Linked DNA regions of Anas platyrhynchos: regions 1 and 2 are each linked to region 3. Evidence: chromatin contacts called from public Hi-C data. All regions are on one chromosome and are shown on one strand. The core of a region is the stretch at or near the end of the contact, and the rest is flanking DNA. Distances in the headings are between cores, read along the strand shown. Region 1 has its middle 40 kb from the start of BACH2. Region 2 has its middle 78 kb from the start of MAP3K7. Region 3 overlaps BACH2 (BTB domain and CNC homolog 2).

What was found. Hi-C and Micro-C count contacts between places; a contact is called where the count stands out from the background.
Region 1: a contact with region 3 is called in a Hi-C map of subcutaneous adipose tissue, with 2.2 times the contacts expected there. The contact joins two enhancer-like sites. A contact is called at or near these places in 4 of 8 Hi-C or Micro-C datasets (liver, skeletal muscle and subcutaneous adipose tissue).
Region 2: a contact with region 3 is called in a Hi-C map of subcutaneous adipose tissue, with 1.6 times the contacts expected there. The contact joins two enhancer-like sites. A contact is called at or near these places in 3 of 8 Hi-C or Micro-C datasets (F1 follicle, skeletal muscle and subcutaneous adipose tissue).

Annotation. Positions count from the first base shown.
Region 1 is chr3:82,097,720-82,101,144 of IASCAAS_PekinDuck_T2T, reverse strand. No RefSeq gene overlaps it. Among named protein-coding and RNA genes, the nearest start is that of BACH2, 40 kb to the left of the region's middle. Within about 2 kb of position 1,889, at least 5 of the 8 cell types and tissues checked have an H3K27ac peak or open chromatin away from gene starts, as enhancers often do. A contact at or near this core is called in subcutaneous adipose tissue, where this site is marked.
Region 2 is chr3:82,035,289-82,038,675 of IASCAAS_PekinDuck_T2T, reverse strand. No RefSeq gene overlaps it. Among named protein-coding and RNA genes, the nearest start is that of MAP3K7, 78 kb to the right of the region's middle. Within about 2 kb of position 2,100, at least 4 of the 8 cell types and tissues checked have an H3K27ac peak or open chromatin away from gene starts, as enhancers often do. A contact at or near this core is called in subcutaneous adipose tissue, where this site is marked.
Region 3 is chr3:82,258,790-82,262,478 of IASCAAS_PekinDuck_T2T, reverse strand. All of the region lies in intron 4 of BACH2 (BTB domain and CNC homolog 2), which reads right to left. Among named protein-coding and RNA genes, the nearest start is that of GJA10, 34 kb to the left of the region's middle. Within about 2 kb of position 1,413, at least 1 of the 8 cell types and tissues checked has an H3K27ac peak or open chromatin away from gene starts, as enhancers often do. A contact at or near this core is called in subcutaneous adipose tissue, where this site is marked.

The sequences.
Region 1 (3,425 bases), core at 640-3,139, 160 kb after region 3:
GGACAGCAGCTGAACACACAACCTTATCATTTCACTCTAGCCACCACGTCCATCACAATCACCTCAAACTCCAGCACTCGCGTACCTGGAGCAGCCCCCGTCCCCGAGCACCACCACCCTCTCCCAGCTGCCGAGCATGCCACCACGATGGCAGAACCTCAGCCCGAAAAAAAACCCCTCACTCGAGGCTCCGAACGCCGGATGAAAACACGCACGAGCGCAGCGGCAGTCCCAAAGTCTCAGCAAAACGGGATTTCGCCGTGAAAACACCGACACATCTTCAACTAGAGCCAACGGCGGCAGCGCTGCAGTTTCGCAACCCTTCCCGACATCCCGAAGAGCAATTCTAATACGATGTGGCTCCTGCCCCACGTTTCTTATCGCCACCTGGGAGGAGGAGAGACGCGGCTTTACTCCGGGAGCTCCGGCAGCAAGGGCAGAGCGATCCGGCAGCGCCTGAAGCCCGGCACCCGCCGCCTTACAAAAATAGCCTGCTCCACAAAAGGCGAGGCATGATTTCACACTTAGCCTCGCTCACGACAGCCAGCGTCTTCGCAGCTCGCCGCCTTGCCTACACGCTACGCCTTTAATGATCCAAGAAACTGCTAGCGGAGTTCACATCTCTCTCCCTGAACCTATAAAAAAAATACAAAATAAAAGGGGAAAAGGGGGGAAAAGGGGGGGGGGGCCACGCTCCCAGCTCCGCGTGTGCCCCGCGCTGCAGGTGGAGGGAGCCACGGGGCTGGGTGTCCCGCACATACAAGACACCCACGGGTACCCACAGGTGTATATACGTACCCACACACACCTATACGTACCCAGGCACCTCTGTACCCACAGATCACACACACAAACACACACGCTCGTGTACCGCCCGTTACGCAACGCGCCTTCCCCTCTCCCCAACCCCAGCGCTCCCCACCCCGCAGCCCCCCAGGAGCAAGGGGGGAGGAAGAGCCAAGGTAGGGGGGCACACGCACAGCCCCCCCTGCTCCCCCTTTTTGCAGCCTGCCCCCAAATTTACCCCCTCCTCCCTTTCCTCCCCCCCCTTTCCCTTCAGGCGGGGACGGGCGCACTCACCTCGCCTCCGCGCAACTTTCGGGGGTCCCCGCTCGCCGCAGCCGGGTTTGTGATTTTGGGGGGGAGGAGGATTTTAGGAAAAGGGGGAGGGGGGTTTTAGGAAAAGAGGGGGCTGTCGTGGCTGGGGGGGCGGGCTGGGGAAGGAGGGGGGGGGTTGTTGCAGCTGTTGTTGTTGTCGTTTCGGGGGTTGTGGTTAATATTGCCGTGCGCTCACCGAGCTACAGCCTAACCCCCCCCTCCCTCCCTCCCACCCCCCCAAAAAATAAAATAAAAATAAAAATAAAATAAAATAAAGGAGGGGGGAGCAAAAAAAAAAAAAAAAAAATCCCCGAGCCAGGCGCTCATCACATGGCGATTGCTTTGAACCAGCTGCTCGCGGAGCCGTGCGGAGAAAAATAAAAAAGGGGGGGGAAGGAGGGAGGGAAGGGGAAGGAGAGGGAGGGGAGGGGGGGGAGCAGCAGCGGCGGCGGCGGCAGCAGCAGCGGCTGCCGGAGAGGCACCGGCGGCAGCGCGGAGGCTGTCGGCGAGGAGGAGGAGGAGGAGGATGAAGAGGAGGAGGAGGAGGTGGAGGAAGGCGGCGCTGCTGCTGCTGCTGCTGCTGCCGCCCCGCTCTGCCCGCGCCCCGCCGCTGCCGCCGCCGCCGCCGCCGCCGCGCGCTCCCCGTCCCCGTCCCCGTCCCCGTCCCGGCGCCGCCCCCGCCCCGGCCCCGGCCCCTCTCAATCGCCGCATTGTTGACATTCGCGGGCTGACGTCACCGCCGCCCCGCCCCGCCCCGCCGCGGCTGCTCCCATTCACAACAAGGGGGCTTACGCCAACGGCGCAGCGCCCGCCCCGCCCCGCCCCGCTCCTTGCCCCGCCGCTACGCACCGCGGGCTGCGCGCGGGAGCTCCGCGAATAGCGGCCGGCGGGGACACCCCGCCTCAACACCCCCCCCTCCCCTCCTCCGGGCGGAGGCGCATGCGCAGTGCGCTCTGCCCCCCCCCCCCCCCATTGCCTGTCAGTGTGTGTGTGTGTGTATGTGCGTGTGTGCCGCCGGACCCCGCGCGGGGGGCTGCCGCGGGGGGCTCTGGGAGTTGTAGTCCGCCGCCATGTCTGGCGAGGCCCCCTCCCCTCTCAGGGGCAATCCCATGGTGGGAAACGAAGCCAAAAAGGCACGAAACACACCCCGGCCAGCCCGGGGTGCCCCCCACAGCCCCTACCCAGCAGCAGGGCCCGCAGGACCCCCAGTGTAAAATGATCTGGGACACCCCGAGCCTGAGGTGGGCAAGGAGCCCTGGGGGCTGCTGCTAAACAGCGAGGTTAAAAAGCAAACAAACAAACAAACAAAGACAAGTGGTGCACAACAAAAACATTTCTGGAGACATCTGTCCTTAAAAGGTGTCGGGCAACGGAATGGTTGCGTTAGCCTGGGTCTTGAAGAAGCAGCCAGTGAAGGGTGATGGAGAGCTGCTCAGGAATTGACACCCGCACGCCTTATTTTTTCCCGTGTTTGTGTCAGCTCTCGCCGTGTGTTTGCATCCCGTTCCCCCCTTTCATACACAGGCAGGTGACACGGAATGTTTTCTGTATCCTCTCCGAGGGAGGAGCAGTTCCTGTGGCATTTGTTGTGCCAATGCCTCCTGAAATTGCAGCTACCTGCCCGAGACTACCTGCGTTCTTCAAAGTCTGCCTAATTACACAAAAGTATGCAAAGACTGCGTCAACACAAAATCAACTCTTCATATGTCCCGTCAAACACATTGCCACTTTTCAAAAGCACGGGTCTCCCCCGGCTTGCACTTTATGTGGCTGCCCGCTTGTGTAAAGTGAAAAGCCTTCCCGTTTGGTAGCATTTTACCCCCACTTTTCATAGCTACCCATGGCTGGAGAGTAGCACCCCGCTGCAGACTTTGACTCATAAACATAAATGTCCTTTTCCAAGTGACGTTCGTATAAAGCGTTGCTCGCAAGAGCCACTTCGGTTCTGGTTCTGCAGACATATGTAGTGTTGAGACACGTGAAAAGCCCCACAGTGTACTTGTCGTGTGTTTGAGCACTAGCAAGGCTGAGTCTCCTTGTTGCCTTGTTTTTCCTAGAGACACGAAAATAACTTTGTATTGGCATGAGAGATAAAAATACTATATTCAGAAAGGCTCAGATAAAAATAAGTCATGCAGCATTTGTAATGCTTTAGCTAGTGCTTTACATGCCCATTATGTCACCGCACTCAAAGTGCACACGCTCTGGTATTTACAACACGCTACACAGGATCCAGCCCCAGGTATGTCAAAGCTGGTCAAACAGTAAACTCAGCAAAAAATAAATAAAAATTGCATAAACCTCTGCCCATAGCACACATTCCTGAA
Region 2 (3,387 bases), core at 851-3,350, 220 kb after region 3:
TGTACTGAGCTGTCCTGGCTGAGAGAGACATTTTTCACACTGTAATGGCCACACAGCTCCCTAAGTGGAAGAAGGAAGGTCATTTACTTCACAGGAAAAAAAAGACTCTATGAGATCATTTATAACATTACTCACAACCATTATCTATCCCAAATCATTCTTATGCCTTGTCTGTGATATTGGCTGCCTTGCAGTGCTTTGAGTCTCTCTTAACATAAAATCCTTTCTTATTCCTTAATGGCATACCAGCTGAAATATTTAAAGCATTTGCAGACAAATGTACCTAATTGTATCCTAGATGCACGAAGGCCCCAGGGAACACTAACTGCTGCCACAGTCACATTTACCTGCCCTCGGGGAGTCTGTTGTTTCAGTAAAACCCTGTCAAATACAGGTTGGTTAATAAGAAAATGCTTTTCCACAAATAGAGCATATTTGGGCTCACATCCTGCACTGACTCATTCTTCCACCTGATAAAAGCTTCCTGACCTCTCCCACAAGCTGCGAGCTCGCTACACCCCAATTAAAGGGCTGCGCTGGCTGGAGGGCCAGCAGGGCCTGGCTGTTCCACACCTGCAGCCGTGGTCCTCATTTGCCTGAAGAAAAGCCCTGTTTTCACCTTCACAACCGGCCCCAAGCATGTGGCTCCATTCAGGTGCAGAAAGGCAGACCTAAAGTCGGTCAGGAAGGTTAGGCAAGGAAAGAAGAACACATTCTCATGGGCCTTGAGCCACACAGTGTCTTGTTTGAGTCAGCCTGAAGGCCCCTGTCCCAGCCTCCATGTGTTTGGCAATGGCTTTTCATGCGTGACCCTCTCAGAAATCACCAGGTTCCAGCTTGCCACAATCCAGTGAACATCTTAACTAGTTTCTTCTCTGCACATAGTTTTCAGTAGTTTGACTAACAATTGCAGTGTGATGCCCAGTCCACCATGTGAGAGGCTGGTAAGGATCATTCAGGTTCTCCTGATTTTTTTTTTTATTTTTTTTTTTTACTCACAGCCTTTATGCAGCTGGGAGTCGTACCCTGAACTTTCAGAAAACATTTGTTTTTGCTTCTGAGTTCATGCTGCAGAGCATGACTGATGCATTGCAGAGCCCTGTAGAAGCAGTTGGGGCCTCCTGCAGGATCATCATCGTGTTTTGTTTACTTCAAGGATCTGGCGCAGTTGTTTCCTCCGACTGGGGCTAACGAGTGGGTCCTGTTTACTCTTTCCAGAAATGCAAGAAAAGACGATGTGCCTTTGTGAGGTAGTGTGTCCAAGAAGAAAAACGCTTGGTGTGTCCTACCACTGAAGAAACTACAGCTACTGCTCAGGATCTCTGCAAGCAGGCTGTGAGCCCTGCTTGTTCCTTAGCATATTCAAAATGACCACTGTGTTAGCAAGACATTATTTGAATAGCAGACAACTGTGGAAACATTTGGCAAGAAAACATGTGAGAGATAACAAAGCAATTGCAATCTTTGGCTGCCACAAAGCGGATTGTTTGAAAATCCTGCCCAGAAAGTTCTGAGGGGAAAATGTTACGTGTGGTGCCCCAGATTATTTTATACGAGACATTAACATTTTTGCTGGTTATGACTATCACTTTTCCCATGCTACTGACAGTGCCCTGAACCGATACAAGGGCAAAAATAAATTGTCTTGCCCAGACCTTGTAACTGTGAAAAAGCACGCCCTATTCCCCGAAGCAAAAGCGGTTGAATGATCTACTCTAAGAAACATGACTCCAAGTATTTAGTGGCAGCCATCTCAGATCACTGTTGTGCAGCCTCAATAAAAATTTGAGAGGTGGGTGGAAAGCAACTGAGAGCACTATGAATGAGAATGGTTAGTCCTAAACCTGTGCTAAGGCTAACAGCCAAAGAATAAAGGAGCTGGTGAGGGGGAACACGTTGTTCTCATTATCTGCCAGTGGTTGCACATCTGCACTAAAAGACAACAAAAGGGCATTTTTTTTTGTACAATTGTACATTGTGTAATAAGATAAGAATAAAACTAATTCACATTTATCTAGAATTTCTCAGAATGGTTGTAGTCCCTGTAGACATAGCTGACTATAAAATGTGAAAGTCTGAGTCTCACCAGCAGATTGTACGTGGCAGAGAAACTAATCTGATGTAATAGAAATGTTTACAAGCTCAGTGACCCTTCTCCCTCCACCCTCCTCCACTTTAAAAAGCCACGTAAGGCCATGGATCAAAGCAATGAAGTGGCAGCATGCTGAACACTGAAACAATAACAGCCCTGACTTCCTCAGACGTCAATAGTGCAAGTTACTGGAGGATTTTTGCATTCACTGAAGAAGGTAATATAATCATATGCATCAAAGACTGAAAGTGGAGCTATAATGCCACCACCTCTTATCACTAAAATATTGCTAAACATGATTAAACATGGTTCAGTGGAAATATCAGAAGCTGACTACCCAGTGGGATCAAAAAAAACAGCAAACAGTTCAGAAATGTGTACTCAGTTAATGCTTACCAGATGCAATCAATTTAGAGTAATAGTCAGTTCCAGTCTTTAATTCATATCTTTATGAAATGAGTACAGATACACTCCTCTTATGTCTAACAGATTTCCTGCCTCTATTTTTTTTTTTTTTTTTGGTCTTTTCCAAGCAACATACCACCTTGTGTTACTTGAACTCTGTCCCTCCCTAAGAAAGCTGGAGGTCCCTTACAGATAACAAACCTGCTATTGGTTCCTGAGCAGATCTCAGGTTTGGTAAGGGTAAATGTGATGACACTATGCATTTAGGGTTTTGCAATACACGTGACTTCACTGCGCATGACACTGTGAAAATAAATGAGAAGTGCAAAGTCAAAAGAGCTCATAATAATCAGATTAAATGTTGCTTGTAAATGAGATTTTATCACCCTGGGGGATGTTCCTTGCAGGGTCCCACAGGATTCCTTTCTGGTCTTTGTGGAAAATCTGCAGAAAAACAGAAAAAAATGTTGAAGAATTGTGAATGATAGGTTAGATAGAAAAATTGATCTGGATTACTTGTTAAAGGAAGGTCAGTTTAATGGTATCCATTTTGACAGCCAAATGAAAATCCGTAAAGCTAGGGACAAATAAAATCAGCTTTCCTACAGGAATGGGAGCTCTGTTTTAGAAAGTGGTGGTTTAGTGAAGGATTTAGGTGAAGTGGCTAGTAATCAATCCTATAGGCACTCTCAGGATAGTTCATAGCATAAAGGCCAATTTGGATCTCAAAGAAGAGCAGTGATATATTTAGCTGCCCTACTCAAGTGCTAGAGAAAGCTCAGATGAAAGCAACAAGACTGATCAGAAGTTTAGAAAATGTCAAGTTGGGGGGAAAAACTGAGCCATGAGAATGTGTCTAGTCTGAAAAAGACAAGACAACAACTTTCAAA
Region 3 (3,689 bases), core at 164-2,663:
TTGATCCTTCTTTTCCATGTATATTAATGCTTAAGTAGACAGGTCAATTTGTGGGAGCCTCTGCTGCGCACCTTGTCCAAGCTTGTATGTGGAGTCCTCCCTTCTCTGCCCCTGACCATTTTCATTATTCCTATCTCAACCCATTTCTATGGCAGCACTTATATGAAACTGACTGGCTACAGGAAAACCAGCTAGAGAAAAGATAACATGTACACACAAAGCAATGCCCCACAGACAAGAAGAGATCAGAAAACATCTCAGCTCTTCAGAGGCTTGCTTCCCTTATCTTTCAAGTCGAGCCAGGAGAGGACTTCTCCTGTGCACTTGAAGCATGCCCCCTCCCCCAAAAAGTTAAGCCTAAGCAGGCATCATTTTATTTTGTTTTGCACTTGCCACTGGCTGGTCTTGCATGCACTGGCCCTGTACACCTAGTGCCCGGGGGACACAATTACTCAGATTAGTGCTTCACCTGGGTGAGGTGAAGGACAAGACCATGCAAAACTCTCCAGTCCTTTATCTGCCAGTTGTCTTGCAGACTGAGCTAGACGAGCCAGGGGATGTGTTTCCTATGTCCGTACCCTCATGAGCTCATGATCCTGAGAAACGGGATGGAAATAATGCAGTGATATAATCACCATCAAGAGAGTGGTTAATCAGCATTAGCCATATTGAATTTACCGGCAAAATCCAGACAGCAGCCTCGTAGAAAACAAGCATACAAAACCTGGTTTAGTTCAGTCTGACACTGCTTTCTCCTTACAGAGTCCTGTGGAGTGTGATGCTCTGTTTAGTTCTAATCGATTTAAGCGACCAGACTTCCACTACTTCCTTTGGGAGATTATTGCCAGACCCTACTTAAAACCTCCCTGTGAGGAAATCTTCCTTCCCTTATTTTCCTCCATCACTTCTCATTATATGTCCTTTATGCATTCCGGGTAATGCTTCTTCTTTCTGGGGAAAAAAGTTGCAGAGCTGTTACACTTCTTGCTTTCCCTTCTTCTTTGGTTGGTATTAAATAGTTTAAGAAAAACTGCCTAATTCAAGGAAAATAATACCGATCACTGTCACACAGAATAGGATGCTTGGATGGCAGTCAGCAATAAGAAACACTAGTAAGGATGTCGGCATTGCAGATACAAATATAGAGCACTTTTTGCACAGCATTTTCCTAGTACTGGGCATGCACTGTTCTAAAATTAGGAGGACGGTTAGCTCACTTCTACGTTAGGAATGTCATATTTTTTTGCAAGGGATTTCTAGGACAGGAATTCTTTTTTTAAGTGCGGTTGTATGCATGCCCACCCACGCTCGCCACGTGAGAGCCACACTGCACGTGAACCCTCTCGGGCTCCCCCTTGCACCCAAGTCTCCTAGATGACGGCCGATGGAGCACGCCGTGAAAGCCTCCGCCTTGTTTTGAACACATGGGACACGGCCTCGGAGCGCATGCAGGGCTCTGACATTTCTGCGAATGGGCTGGACTTGCTGTGTGCTGCAGAGTTCATTAGTGCATGCTCATTAGCCGACTGCCCAGACTGCCAGATGTCTCAAAATCCCAGACAAACAGACAAAACCCTCCAATTCTGCACAGACAACATTTCTGATGGGGAGGGGGGAGAAAAAAAGGTTGCTTCCAAGAGAAACATGGATGTCTGGTAACTCTGCTCTGAAGGGCATTTGTATGAAATGCTACATCTGGATCGGGGAAGGTCAACCCCAGCAAAATGCCAGCAAATCTGAGTTCAATTTAAAGAGGGGAAAAGTGATTAAGGGCAAGGAAAGATCACTGTAAACACGTAGGAATGTACAACTTGGCAAGACAATATCTGAAATGGAGCACGATAATGTTTACAGTAATCTGATGCACACTAACATCGAGAACAGAGAGCTGTCTGGTTTGCTCCGGGATGGCATTGCTGACTGCAGTGAGAAGAAAATGAAGAAGTGGAAATGTCGGGATCTTTCCCTGACTCAAAACCTTCCAGTGAATTTAGTGGGATCTTGGAATGCTTTCCAGGAAAGAGGATGGATTCTTTACGACTGAGTAAAAGCAAAGCAAAGCTAACAAAGCACAGCCTTGTTCTTGTGAGGTGGGCTTTCACAATTCGGTATGCCTTTCCCAGCACTAGTTTCTGTGTTCGCGAGGGCATACTGCCAGTGATCTTCTAGAAAACAGCATCAAAGTTGAACAGCAAAAAAGTTAAAATTGCTCCTTTTAAAGTAAAGAATATTTGGGGCGCTTTCAAAGAACAGGCCCATTGGTGGTGGGGCAGGAGGGCAGGGTTTGCCTCACCCCTCCGGGATATGATGAGATCTGCAGAAAATGCGTTGCTCAATCCCACCAGATTGGGGTGAATTGGATGGTCAGAGCTTCAGCTGCACTGAGAACACACGAGCCCTGACAGCAGCACGCGCGCAGATTATCATCTCTGTGCATTTCAGTCGTCTTGTTGCAATCAATAGGAGTGCTGATGGGCTTTCTGCGAAGCACGCGAGCTGCTTGTAGGATTATGGATTACATTCTCAGTATTTTGATTTTCAGGTTAAATTTATCATCAGGCACCTAAAAACAGTTAGAAAGCTCTCATCTTGAATCTCCAGACATCGATTTAATTATTAAGCCATTTCGTGGGGAAGGAAGAAACGAAAATTGAATCAAACCTCACATGCTGAATATCAAATCCCAAACTGAATATTAATTTAAAACAATTGGATGGAAACATACGAGAAACGCGACCATTTCTCGTGGAAGCAGCAAGCGATCCATCAGTCGCACGGTGCTTTGTAGCAGGCCTGTCGTGGTGCCCATTTTGTTGACGATTTACCATCGCTAGTGCAGTCTGAAGGCATCTGTGTGAACCGCTTAAACCCACCTCAGCCCTCAAGTTTGACTCGTAAGCCCGAGGACGCAGAAAACAAACTACGAGCTGTCTCACTCGGCCAGCGTGTTCCTAACACTACAACTTATATAACCAAACACATGCTAGAAATAGGAGATAAGATTAGTGACAGTTCACTGCTGCTATTTTTCGTTCCACAGCCTGAAGAAGGTCTCAGGGATTAAACATTAACTCTAATCTTATTTGCTAAAATTAGCGCACGCTATATTCTTTTTCTTTTTTTTTTTTTTTTTCTTTTGCGGCCAATTGCAAGTATAGCACATAAGTTATTTTCAGCGTGTAATCTGATAACTAGAATCAGTCACCAAGCTGTTATTCCATTAAGAGTTAAGAGACTTCCCGGTTATTTACTTGGTTATTTTTACTTGGGATGGTGGAACCTGGCAGGGCCTGTTTTTCCTAGCTTAGGGTTACTTGGTTTCGGAGAACTGCTTGAAAGATGTAAATACGTAGCCAGGTCGGTCGCATGCGCAAAATACACGGTGCTAGACGTCCCTATTTGTCTCTCTGTATGCACACAGTAAGAAATTGTTTGAAAACCATGATCCTTTACACACTGTGGGAACACAGAGACTTTCCTACAGCAGTGCCACGGCAGGATTTCTCTGCCTTTCTCCCCTCTTCAGCTTAACAGCGCTCAAACGTGCTCTCACCAGCAGCGTCCAGATGCGTTTTCCCTATCCACTCATAAAACTGGGAAGCTCCTAAAATGAGTAATCACTCTTAAAACATCAACTTGGGCAAGAAGCATCAGATGCAGGCATTCGTAGCATCCGGGCTCATAAATAA